Regions from separate parts of the Oryctolagus cuniculus genome. Here region 2 is linked to region 1. The links are chromatin contacts, called in public Micro-C maps. All regions are on one chromosome and are shown on one strand. Each heading gives the region's core, a stretch centred on a gene start, on an enhancer-like site or on the middle of the called end of the contact. The rest is flanking DNA. Distances are from core to core; before and after follow the strand shown. Region 1 holds the start of COX6A2 (cytochrome c oxidase subunit 6A2). Region 2 has its middle 19 kb from the start of TRIM72.

What was found. Hi-C and Micro-C count contacts between places; a contact is called where the count stands out from the background.
Region 2: a Micro-C map of ear pinna shows a contact between it and region 1, with 4 times the contacts expected there. The contact joins the enhancer-like site here to the promoter of COX6A2 in region 1. A contact is called at or near these places in 2 of 6 Hi-C or Micro-C datasets (ear pinna and an unstated tissue).

The regions. Positions count from the first base shown.
Region 1 is chr19:5,796,989-5,801,976 of mOryCun1.1, forward strand. It overlaps COX6A2 (cytochrome c oxidase subunit 6A2), which reads left to right and starts at 2,074. Exons shown (of 3, transcript XM_002721729.5): 1 at 2,074-2,421; 2 at 2,544-2,680; 3 at 2,784-2,907. The coding sequence starts at 2,349. The coding sequence ends at 2,867. It overlaps ITGAD (integrin subunit alpha D), which reads right to left. Exons shown (of 30, transcript XM_051834950.2): 29 at 4,776-4,886; 30 at 3,904-4,374. The coding sequence ends at 4,258.
Region 2 is chr19:5,991,096-5,996,083 of mOryCun1.1, forward strand. No RefSeq gene overlaps it. Among named protein-coding and RNA genes, the nearest start is that of TRIM72, 19 kb to the left of the region's middle. Within about 2 kb of position 2,681, at least 1 of the 8 cell types and tissues checked has an H3K27ac peak or open chromatin away from gene starts, as enhancers often do.

The sequences.
Region 1 (4,988 bases), core at 824-3,323:
TCCCCCACTAGTAGCTTCTGGTGCTGCATGTGTGACCTTGTGGCTTTAAATCACACTTTCAGGGTGGGTGCAATCTTTCACCCTGAGCTGGCAGGGGAAGGGGCTGAGCCCCTAGGGAGAGGTGGAACAGCTCCAAGAGATCCTGGCTATCTTGTGTGACCTCACAGTTTTAAACCATGCTTTCAAGTGTGTTGCAATCTTCCACCCAGAGCTAGCAGAGAAGGGGGTTGAGCCCCTGAGGGAGAGACAGGCTGTCTCAGGAGACCCTCCCCCCACTATCTCCATGAGCCCCAAGCCAATCAACATACACTATATGAAAACTCTGTCCTATGGCCACCCATAATAGGATAACCCAATGAACAGATAGTAATGCATTTAACTGCGACACTTCCTCGGGCATTCTAACTGCTCTCCTCCAAGGCAAGACGCTTTTTCCATAGCTTGCTAATGAAATAAAAGTTTCTTTTCTGTGAAATAAAAGTTTTTGCCTCTTTGAAATTGTTTTGCAGCTTCTTATTTCTACAGTAAGCTAAGGAAAACAACCCACGACTCTCACTCCTGAAATCACCCTCCCCTCCGATATGGGCAACTCTACTGTTCAGTTGAGAATCCGAGAAGAGGCAGGTACACAGCCCCTTCAGGAAATGCACCTTCCTCACTGTTCCACTTGGGTTCCTCGGCCTTTGCTCACAGCTGAGGCATCCTGCTGGACGGCTGCTCTGAGATACCATTTCTGCAGGGGCACAATGCAGCATGCTCACCCATTTATCAAATACGGGTTTCAGGACAGCCACTCCGTGCCGGGTGCTGAGGATGAAACGGTGAGCGCGCCCAGCCCTGCGGCTTTCCCGAGAGCTGCTGGGGTCTAGGGTTGCTGCGGTCCTGCCCAGGCTTTCCAGGCCGAGTTTCAGACTGCAAGGACCTGATAGGCACGGTCAGGTTCGTGGCTACCCCGGATCTTTTCAATGTTCTTCCTGTGTTTGGGGATTTTCTCTGCAACGCAGTTCCCACTCCACGCAGCTGAAGGCAGAACTCTCCTTCCCAGCCTTTCACAGAGCAAGGGCGAAGCAGTGACGCAGGCACAGCTGATGGGTGCACCTGTGTGGCCTGCTGACTCAGCGGAGAGAGATCCGAGGGCACAGGCTTGGTGCAGCGCTCCTTTGGGTGCAAAACGGAGTGTGGTGTGAGCGTGTGGCTCTCCAGGCAGCGCTGACAAAGGTTCTGGCAGCCGGGGTGCAGCAGTGGGGCCCTGGTGGGCTCTCGGGGCAGCTGGCCCACACGGAGGCTTCTGGCTGTGCGGTTTGCAGTGGCCATAGCAGAGACACTGTGGGCTACCCATGGTTCTCACATGCTGACCTTATACCATGCTGAGAGTGAGCCCTGCTCCTTGCAAAGAACTGTGACTTGACCGGTGCACTTCCAGGTCAAAGGGCATGAAGGGCAGGTGTGGGGTCAGCAGGGCAGACGCAGCTTGGGATGCCTGCATCCTGCAGAGCAGGGCCTGGGTCTGATCCCAGCTCCACCTCCAAAACCAGCTTCCTGCAGGTGCATCCTGGGGCAGCAGAAGGCAGCCCAAGTAGTGGAGTCCCTGCCCACCCACATGGGAGACAGGGGTTGAGTTCTGGGCTCATGGCTTCCGTCCAATGCCCTCTCTGCTGTGGGAATTAGGGAAATGAACAAGGGTATGGAGATCTCTCTCTCTCTCTCCCTCCCCCCCTTCTCCTCTGTCTCCATCTGCCTTTCTAAGTAAAATTGAATAAATCCAGCTCTCTGCTAATGTACCTGAGAAAGTAGCAGAAGATGGCCCAAGTGCTTGTACCCTGCATCCCTGTGGGAGACCTGGATGAAGCTCCTGGTTCCTGGCTTTGGTATACCCAGCCCTAGCCATGGCCAACATCTGGGGAGTGAATCAGCAGATGGAAGAAATCTGTCTTTGTCCCTGCCTCTGCCTCTCCCTTTCTGTAACTCTGCCTTTCAAATGAATAAATAAATCTTTTTTTAAAAAATGACCAAGCAGAAGACACAACGAATTTCACAAATATTTATTAAAAGCATACCCTGTGTCAGCCAATTAGCCTAGGTACAGCATGAAATACTCCTCTGCAGCCACAGTAACACTGGCATTTCAGACTCCAGATGCCTGCCTGCTTGCTAAGATAAAAGGCAGCTGAGGGCAGCTGTCCGCAGAGCCCTCCTGCCAGTCAGGGCCCATTTTAAAGATAGAATCGCCCTAAAAATAGGCTGGCACGTCCCAGGCTGGACAGGTGATTGGCCAGAGAGAGGGGAGGAGAGTGCGGCCTGGGGGAAGGAGCCTGCAGCACAGAGTCCTGCCCAGAGTCCTCAACGCCATGGCCCTGCCGCTGAGGGCCTTGAGCCGGGGCTTGGCCACCGCAGCCAAGGGCGACCACGGAGGCGCTGGAGGTGAGTGGGGCCGCGGCCTACCCCTGCCCACCTAGTCCACCCCGCGGTCCTGGAGACCGCCCTCCCCCAACAACGAGGCCTCCTCGGGCCTGGCTCACGAGCCTTCCCCTGGCCGCCCGCAGCCAACACCTGGCGCCTCCTGACCTTCGTGCTGGCGCTGCCCAGCGTGGCCCTGTGCACCCTCAACTGCTGGCTCCACGCGGGTCACCGCGAGCGCCCCGAGTTCATCCCCTACCACCACCTGCGCATCCGCACCAAGGTAGGCGGCCGAGGCCCTGGCACGGGGCGGGACGTGGGGCAGGACGAGGTGCGGGACCCCAGGCGGGCGGCGCTGACCTGTGCTCCCCTCCCTCTCTCCACAGCCCTACTCCTGGGGGGACGGCAACCACACGCTTTTCCACAACCCGCACTTCAATGCCCTGCCCACGGGGTACGAGAACCCCTGAGCCCGGGCGGCCCAGGCCAATAAAGGTGTAGAAGCCCCGAGTCCGGCTTGCGGGACGGCGGGATGGGCGGGACCGCGCGCAGGTGCAGTGCCCTTGGCGCACCATGTGCTTCCTCCCCCTTGTCCCCATCGCTGACTCGGGGGTATCCGAGGCCGTGGCCTTCGTGAGCAAGTGGGAGACCCCGCGCCTCAGCCTCCGGTCGTTAACCGGGACTAGGCAGCAAAGGGCTTTCCCTTACATGGAATTGTCACAGGAACGGGGAGAGGGGACAAGATAGACTCGCTGAGGTGCCGGGAGATTCAATGGCTGGTCTCGGCTCAGGCAGCTGGGACGCGAGGTCACGAGCGAACCAAGGCCGCAGACCCTGCATCCCCACTGTCCCTTGACGCGCACAGCCCAGAGTAACAGCCTCTGAACTCCGGCCACCTGGAGGAAACCCCATCTCAATCGTGGGCTCTGAGCCAATGCGTGCGGCCTCGGGTCCTAAATCTTTACACGGAATATTCTAGTCATGCTCTTTCGGGGTAGTCTGGGAAATCAGCTCCTTCCTGGAAGCTTGGACTTTCTGGCTTTTGGAGACCAAATTCAGGGCGGCACTGGTGCAAATGAGCTGCATGTCTCATTCACCTCCTAGGACAGCCTGCCCACTGACCGGACAGAAGCCGCTACTGAGACCCAGGACACACACGCACATACATGCACACTCACACACACAGTCACACAGGTGCACACGTGTGCCAACACACATGAGCACACACATGTACACTAACACACATGCATATGTATAAACATACATGCATACATGTGCGCTCCCACACACAGATGTACACATACAAGCACACTCATGTACACTCACACATGTACATTAGCACATACATATGCAGGTGCACATGTTCATGCACACACATGTACATTCACAGATGACACTAGCACACACACTACAATCACACACACATGTGCACGAACACGACCTTCCCCACTCTCCTTATATTCCTCATGGAACATCAGGCAAAGACGACCTCCGGCCCAGGCACCAGAGAAAAGCAAGACAACTTTTTCTGTACACATAAGTAGGTTCTCTCAACTCTACCTCTGGTAGCATGCCAGTGCCTGCATTAGGGCATTTTCCATACAAGGCAAATGCATCACCGACATCCTCATTCCACGTGGCCATTCTTCTACACGTGCACACCCTGCCTCCTGCGTCAGCAGTGCTGTCACTGGAGCATGGCAGAGGTGCAGAAGTAGAAGAACCTTTCCACCGTTGGGATGGGGCTCAGCACCCAGGGGATGCTCAGACCAGTCGACCCTTGCAGAGGTTGCACCCACGGAGACAGCTTTCCAGTGGGAGGCAGGACCAGCCCCGGGAGGAGACGGGCAGGAGAGGGGATCACTGGGACAAAGGCAAATCTGAAGCCCCGCAGCTGGCGTCCTCCCCGGGGAAGGTGGCCGCGTCTCCCGGCTTCTCGCCCAGCATCTCCTTGTACCGGCGCTTGAAGAAGCCAAGCTTGGAGGGGAAAGAAACCACAGAATCTGGGTGAGAGGGCAGGGGCGAAGGTGGGGGCAGGAAGGAGCTGAGTGGGGAGAAGGGAGGGGGGCTGCGCGGGATTGAGATTCTGGGCCAGACCACGAATGTGCCCCGCGGCTGCGACACTGTGTCTGGGGGAAAGCAGGCGCCGGGCGCATGGCTGTCTCACTTCAGCCGCTCTGCACTGTGGGCGCTGTGAGCATTTAGAAGGGACACACTGACACTGCAGGTCAAGCGACCCCTCTGACCTTAAACAGCCAGTCGGGAACAGAGCCAACAATGAGCCAGGCTGCGGGCCGGTGCTCTGAGCAATCCCTCTGCCGCCTGTCTGGAGAAGGCTGGTGGATGCAGGTAGTGTGGAGGGAGGGCCACACGCTCACCTTGTACAGGGTGGCTGAGATGAGAGCCAGCAGCAGCAGGCCGCCCACACAGCTGCCCACCACCAGGGGGACGGGGTCGTGCTCCTCATACTCCTCCAGCACCGTCTCCACCTGCAGGGGCATCAGGCCTTCTGTCCCCACTCCCTCCCAGCTCCCGCCTCCTCTCCCTCCTGCCCCTGCTCCAAGGGCTGCCAGGCAGAGACCCCTGAGCTC
Region 2 (4,988 bases), core at 1,431-3,930, 190 kb after region 1:
TCGAATATCTTTAAAAAAAAAAAAAAAAAAATTATTTGAAAGAGTTAGAGAGAGGAGAGAGAGAAAGGTCTTTCATGCACTGGTTCACTCCCCAATTGGCCAGAGCTGTGCTGATCCAAAGTTAGAAGCTTCTTCCAGGTCTCCCATGTCACGTGGGTGCAGGGGCCCAAGGACTTGGGCCATTTTCTACTGCTCTCCCAGGCCATAGCAGAGGTGGATCAGAAGTGGAGCAGTCGGGTCTCGAACCGTTGCCCATATGGGATGCCGACACTGCACGCAGCAGCTTTACCCACTAGACCACAACACTGGCCCCTCAAATATCTTTTGAAAACTTTCTTCGGGGCCTCCTTTCTCCTTTGGGGAGTAAGGGATACAAGGAGAACAGAGTTCTATAGCTCCCCAGATTTTAGGCATGGTCTTTACAGTTAACAGGCATTAAGTTCCACAGCCGAAAAGTTTTAAGTTCAAGTCCCAGCCCCACCTCTGAATATGAGCAGCCCCTCTGTAAGGTAGAAAGAACAGGATACAGTACCTGGCACACAGCAAGGATGTTTTTGTTCATTGTTCTCCATGACCTAGCAGTGACACCTGAGCACTCCCATCTCCCCAGTACTGTTCCAGAGTGCCCCTCCAGCCCCACAAGGTCCCCCCACCCCGAGTCTTGGCAGTCGTGCTCAGGTTTTTCAAGGCCCAGCCCCATTCCAGATGACCCCACTCCCAGCACCTCAGAGCACATCAAACTGAAGGAGTCTGCAAGCACCCCAGGCCCTGTGCCAAGGACTCCTTCCATAATGGAGGGAAGGAGCGTAGCATTTGGAAAATATAGTAAGTATGGTTTGCTAAATCTTCCATTCAAATTCCCTAAAACTTCTTGAACAAGGGACTGACATTGTGGTGTAGTGAGGAAACACCAGCATCCCAGATGGGTCTGGTTCAAGTCCCGGCTGCTCCACTTCCAATCCAGCTCCCTGCTATGACCTGGGAAAAGCAGATGATCCAAGTGTTTGGGCCCCTGCACCCACGTGGGAGAATTGGAAGAAGCTCCTGGCTTCAGCTCAGTCCTGGCCATTGTGGCCATTTTGGGAACCAGTGAATGGAAACATGTTCTTTCCAAAAAAAAAAAAAAAAAAAGACTTGGAACAAGACAAAAAGCAGCCAGTGCTGGGGGCTGGCACTGTGGCATAGCTGGTTAAGCTGCCACCTGCAACGCTAGCATTCCATATGGGCACCAGTTTGTGTCCCAGCTGCAAACACAAAGCAGTGCTGGCTGGACTTGCTGCTAATTACCAAAACAGCCCACACACAGGACCTGGCCCTAGACAGCACTGTCCAAGTAACAAGATTTATACCAAGGCAGAGGGATGGGAGTGAGCAAGAAACAAGATTACAAGTCATTCCAAACGTGTGGAACCAACTGCATCAACACCAGCACAGCACCTGTCCAAGACACACATCTCACGCCTCGCCTGGTCCTCCTGAACTAGAATCCCAACTTGACTAGCTTGACTGCTAGGTGATTGACGAATAATCAGGTCTTCCGAAAGTTTATGGACAATGCACGATGATGACTGCCGGCGCCATGGCTCACTAGGCTAACCCTCCACCTGCGGCGCCGGCACACCGGGTTCTAGTCCTGGTCGGGGCGCCAGATTCTGTCCCGGTTGCCCCTCTTCCAGGCCAGCTCTCTGCTGTGGCCCGGGAGTGCAGTGGAGGATGGCCCAAGTGCTTGGGCCCTGCACCCCATGGGAGACCAGGAGAAGCACCTGACTCCTGCCATCGGATCAGCGCGGTGCGCCGGCCGCAGCGCACCAGCCGCGGCGGCCATTGGAGGGTGAACCAACAGCAAGGGAAGACCTTTCTCTCTGTCTCTCTCTCTCTCTCACTGTCCACTCTGCCTGTCAAAAAAAAAAAAGAAAATGCACGATGATGGAAAGTATGCAAGGATATCAACTGATTGGCCCTAAAACAAGTTCATCTTCTATTACCCATGTATGTATTCAAAATTAGACATACAAGTTAGACATCCCTAATCCGAAAAGCTCCAAAATCCAGGCCAGCACTGTGGCATCATGGGTAAAGCTGCTGCCTTGCAACACTGGCATCCAACAAGGACACCTGCTCAAGACCCAGGTGCTCTGCTTCTGATCCAGCTCCCTGCAAATGCACCTGGGAAAGCACAGGAAGATGGCCCAAGGGCTGTGGCCCCGGCAGATACGTGGGAGACCCAGAAGTAGTTCGGGGCTCCTGGCTTCTATCTGGCCCAGTCCCGGCCGTTGTGGCCATCTGGGGAGTGAACCAGTGGTTGGAAGACCTCTGTCCAAAAAAAAAAAAAAAAACCACCTCAGACTGACGTAGGTTTGAACGGGCCTTCTGTGTAGGTAGAGATCTGCTTTTTTACATCAGGGACACAGAAAGTGAAATGAACCAGCTTTCCCCCAAACGCTGGGAAATCAAAGCAAAAAAAAAAAAGTCAGCCTAGAATCTAACAGCCAGGGCCCCACAGCCACTAGGGGGCAGTGAAGCCCTGAGGCGCCTGAGCTATGCAGCACTGCCACCTCCTGGTCAGACACGCACAGGCAAGCCGCCGCCTGGAAAATCCAGGCCCCACCACCCACCCAGCCTGGCCTCAATCGTCCCATACCCAACCCTCGTCCCATACCCAACCCTCGTTCTGGCAACTCAAGCTGGCTCCACATTTCCTCAGTCTTCAACTGGTTAGGCTACTGCGTCCCATCCCTGCAATTCCAACACTGGTGGCCCTCAACTGCTTTCCAGTTAAAGAAGTCCCTCTCACCGGGCCAGCGCTGTGGCATAGCAGCTAAGCAGCCACCTGCCGCCATCCCAAACTGTACTGTTGACTGTGGCATAGCAGCTAAGCAGCCACCTGCCGCCATCCCAAACTGTACTGTTGACTGAAGTCCCGGCTGCTCCGTTTCCAATCCAGCTCCCTGTTACACGCCTTGGGAAAAGCAGATGGCCCAAGTATGGAGCCCCGCCACCCATGTGGGAGACCTGGCTTCAGCCTGACCCAACCCCAGCCACTGCATCCATTTGGAGAGTGAACCAAGAGATGGAAAATCTCCCTATCAATCTTTCAATTAAAATAAATCTTAAAAGAAAAACCGCCCCTCTCTAGCACCATACCCAAGACTTAGAGCTATAAAACCATAGTCCAAGAAACCTGAGAGTACTATCATTTTTTCCAGACCCAAACAAAGTCCTTTCTTCAACTGTGTTCCTGCCTCCGGAATACTAGATTTGAACTTTAAGTCTCCAAAAGCTCTTCCTAATGCTAACCACCTAAAAAGTCCTCAGGTCAAATCTGTTAGCAAGGTCCCCTTGATAATACTTTCAAAAGCTAGCACCACAAAGTTAAAGCCTCTGAAACTTTTCTCCTACAATTGTAAGGGTTTGTGGGTTTTGTCTGTGTGTGTGTGTTTTAAGATTTATCTGGGCCGGCGCCGCGGCTCACTAGGCTAATCCTCCGCCTAGCGGCGCCGGCACACCGGGTTCTAGTCCCGGTTGGGGTGCCGGATTCTGTCCCGGTTGCCCCTCTTCCAGGCCAGCTCTCTGCTGTGGCCAGGGAGTGCAGTGGAGGATGGCCCAGGTGCTTGGTCCCTGCACCCCATGGGAGACCAGGAAAAGCACCTGGCTCCTGGCTCCTGCCATCGGATCAGCGCGGTGCGCCGGCCGCAGCGGCCATTGGAGGGTGAACCAACGGCAAAGGAAGACCTTTCTCTCTGTCTCTCTCTCTCACTGTCCACTCTGCCTGTCAAAAAAAAAAAAAAAAAAAAAAAAAAAAAAGATTTATCTGAAGTGGAGTTAGAGGGAGAGAGAGGTCTTCCATCCACAGGTTCACTCCCCAAATGCCTGCAATGGCCAGAGCTGAGCTGATCCAAAGCCCAGAGCCAGGAGCTGCTTCTGGGTCTTCCACATGGGTGCAGGGGGCCCAGGGACTTGGGCCATATTCTACTGCTATCCCAGGCCATAGCAGAGAGCTGGACCAGAAGTGGAGCAGCTGAGACTAGAACCCATACCCATATGGGATGCTGGAGTCACAGTGCTGGCCGCTACACTAATAATTTAAGATTTTGAGAGGTAGGTAGAGAGGGAGACAAAAATCTTCCATCTGCTGGTTCACTCCCCAAATGGCAACGGCTGGAGCTGGGCCTATCAGAAGCCAGGAGCCAGGAGCTTCTTCCAGATCTCCCAAATGGATGCAGGGGCCCAAGCACTTGGGCCATCCTCCACTGCTTCCCCAGGCCACAGCAGAGAGCTCAATCAGAAGAGCAGCCAGGATAGAACTGGTGTCCACATGGGACACCAGCATCGTAGGCGGAGGCTTAGCCCACTGCACCACAGCGCTGGCTCTTCTAAGTTTTAAAATGTGGGGGCAAGGCCTGCTTTGTGGTGCAGCAGGTTAAAACTGCCACCTGTGATACCTGGCTCCAGGTCAAGTCCTAGCTACTCCACTTATGATCCAGCTCCCTGCTAATACAGCCCAAAAAGCAACAAAAGATGGCCCAACTACTTGGGCCCCTGCCTCCCGTGTGGGTGACCCGGTTGGAGTTCCAGGCTCCTGGCTTCAGCCTGGCCATTGCGGCCATTTGGGGAGTGAACCAACAGATGAAAGACCTATTCGCTCGCTCCCTGCAAATCTGCCTCTCAAACCAATCCTTTAAAACTGGGCAGCTACTCAGCCAGCAGCTGACACTGGCACCCACACCAGCTACCCAGGCTGGAGTCCCAGCTCTGGCTCCTGAACCCAGAGGTAGCAGCAATGCCAAGAAAACTGGGTTCCTGGGGCCAGCACGGTGGTGTAGCGAATAAAGCTGCCACCTGCAGGGCCGGCTCCCACAAGGGCGCCAGTTCAAGTCCCGGCTGCTCCACTTCCAATCCAGCTCTCTGCTGCGCCCTGGGAAAGCAGTGGAAGATGGCCCAAGTCCTTGGGGCCCTGCACCCACATGGAAGACCCTAAAGACACTCCT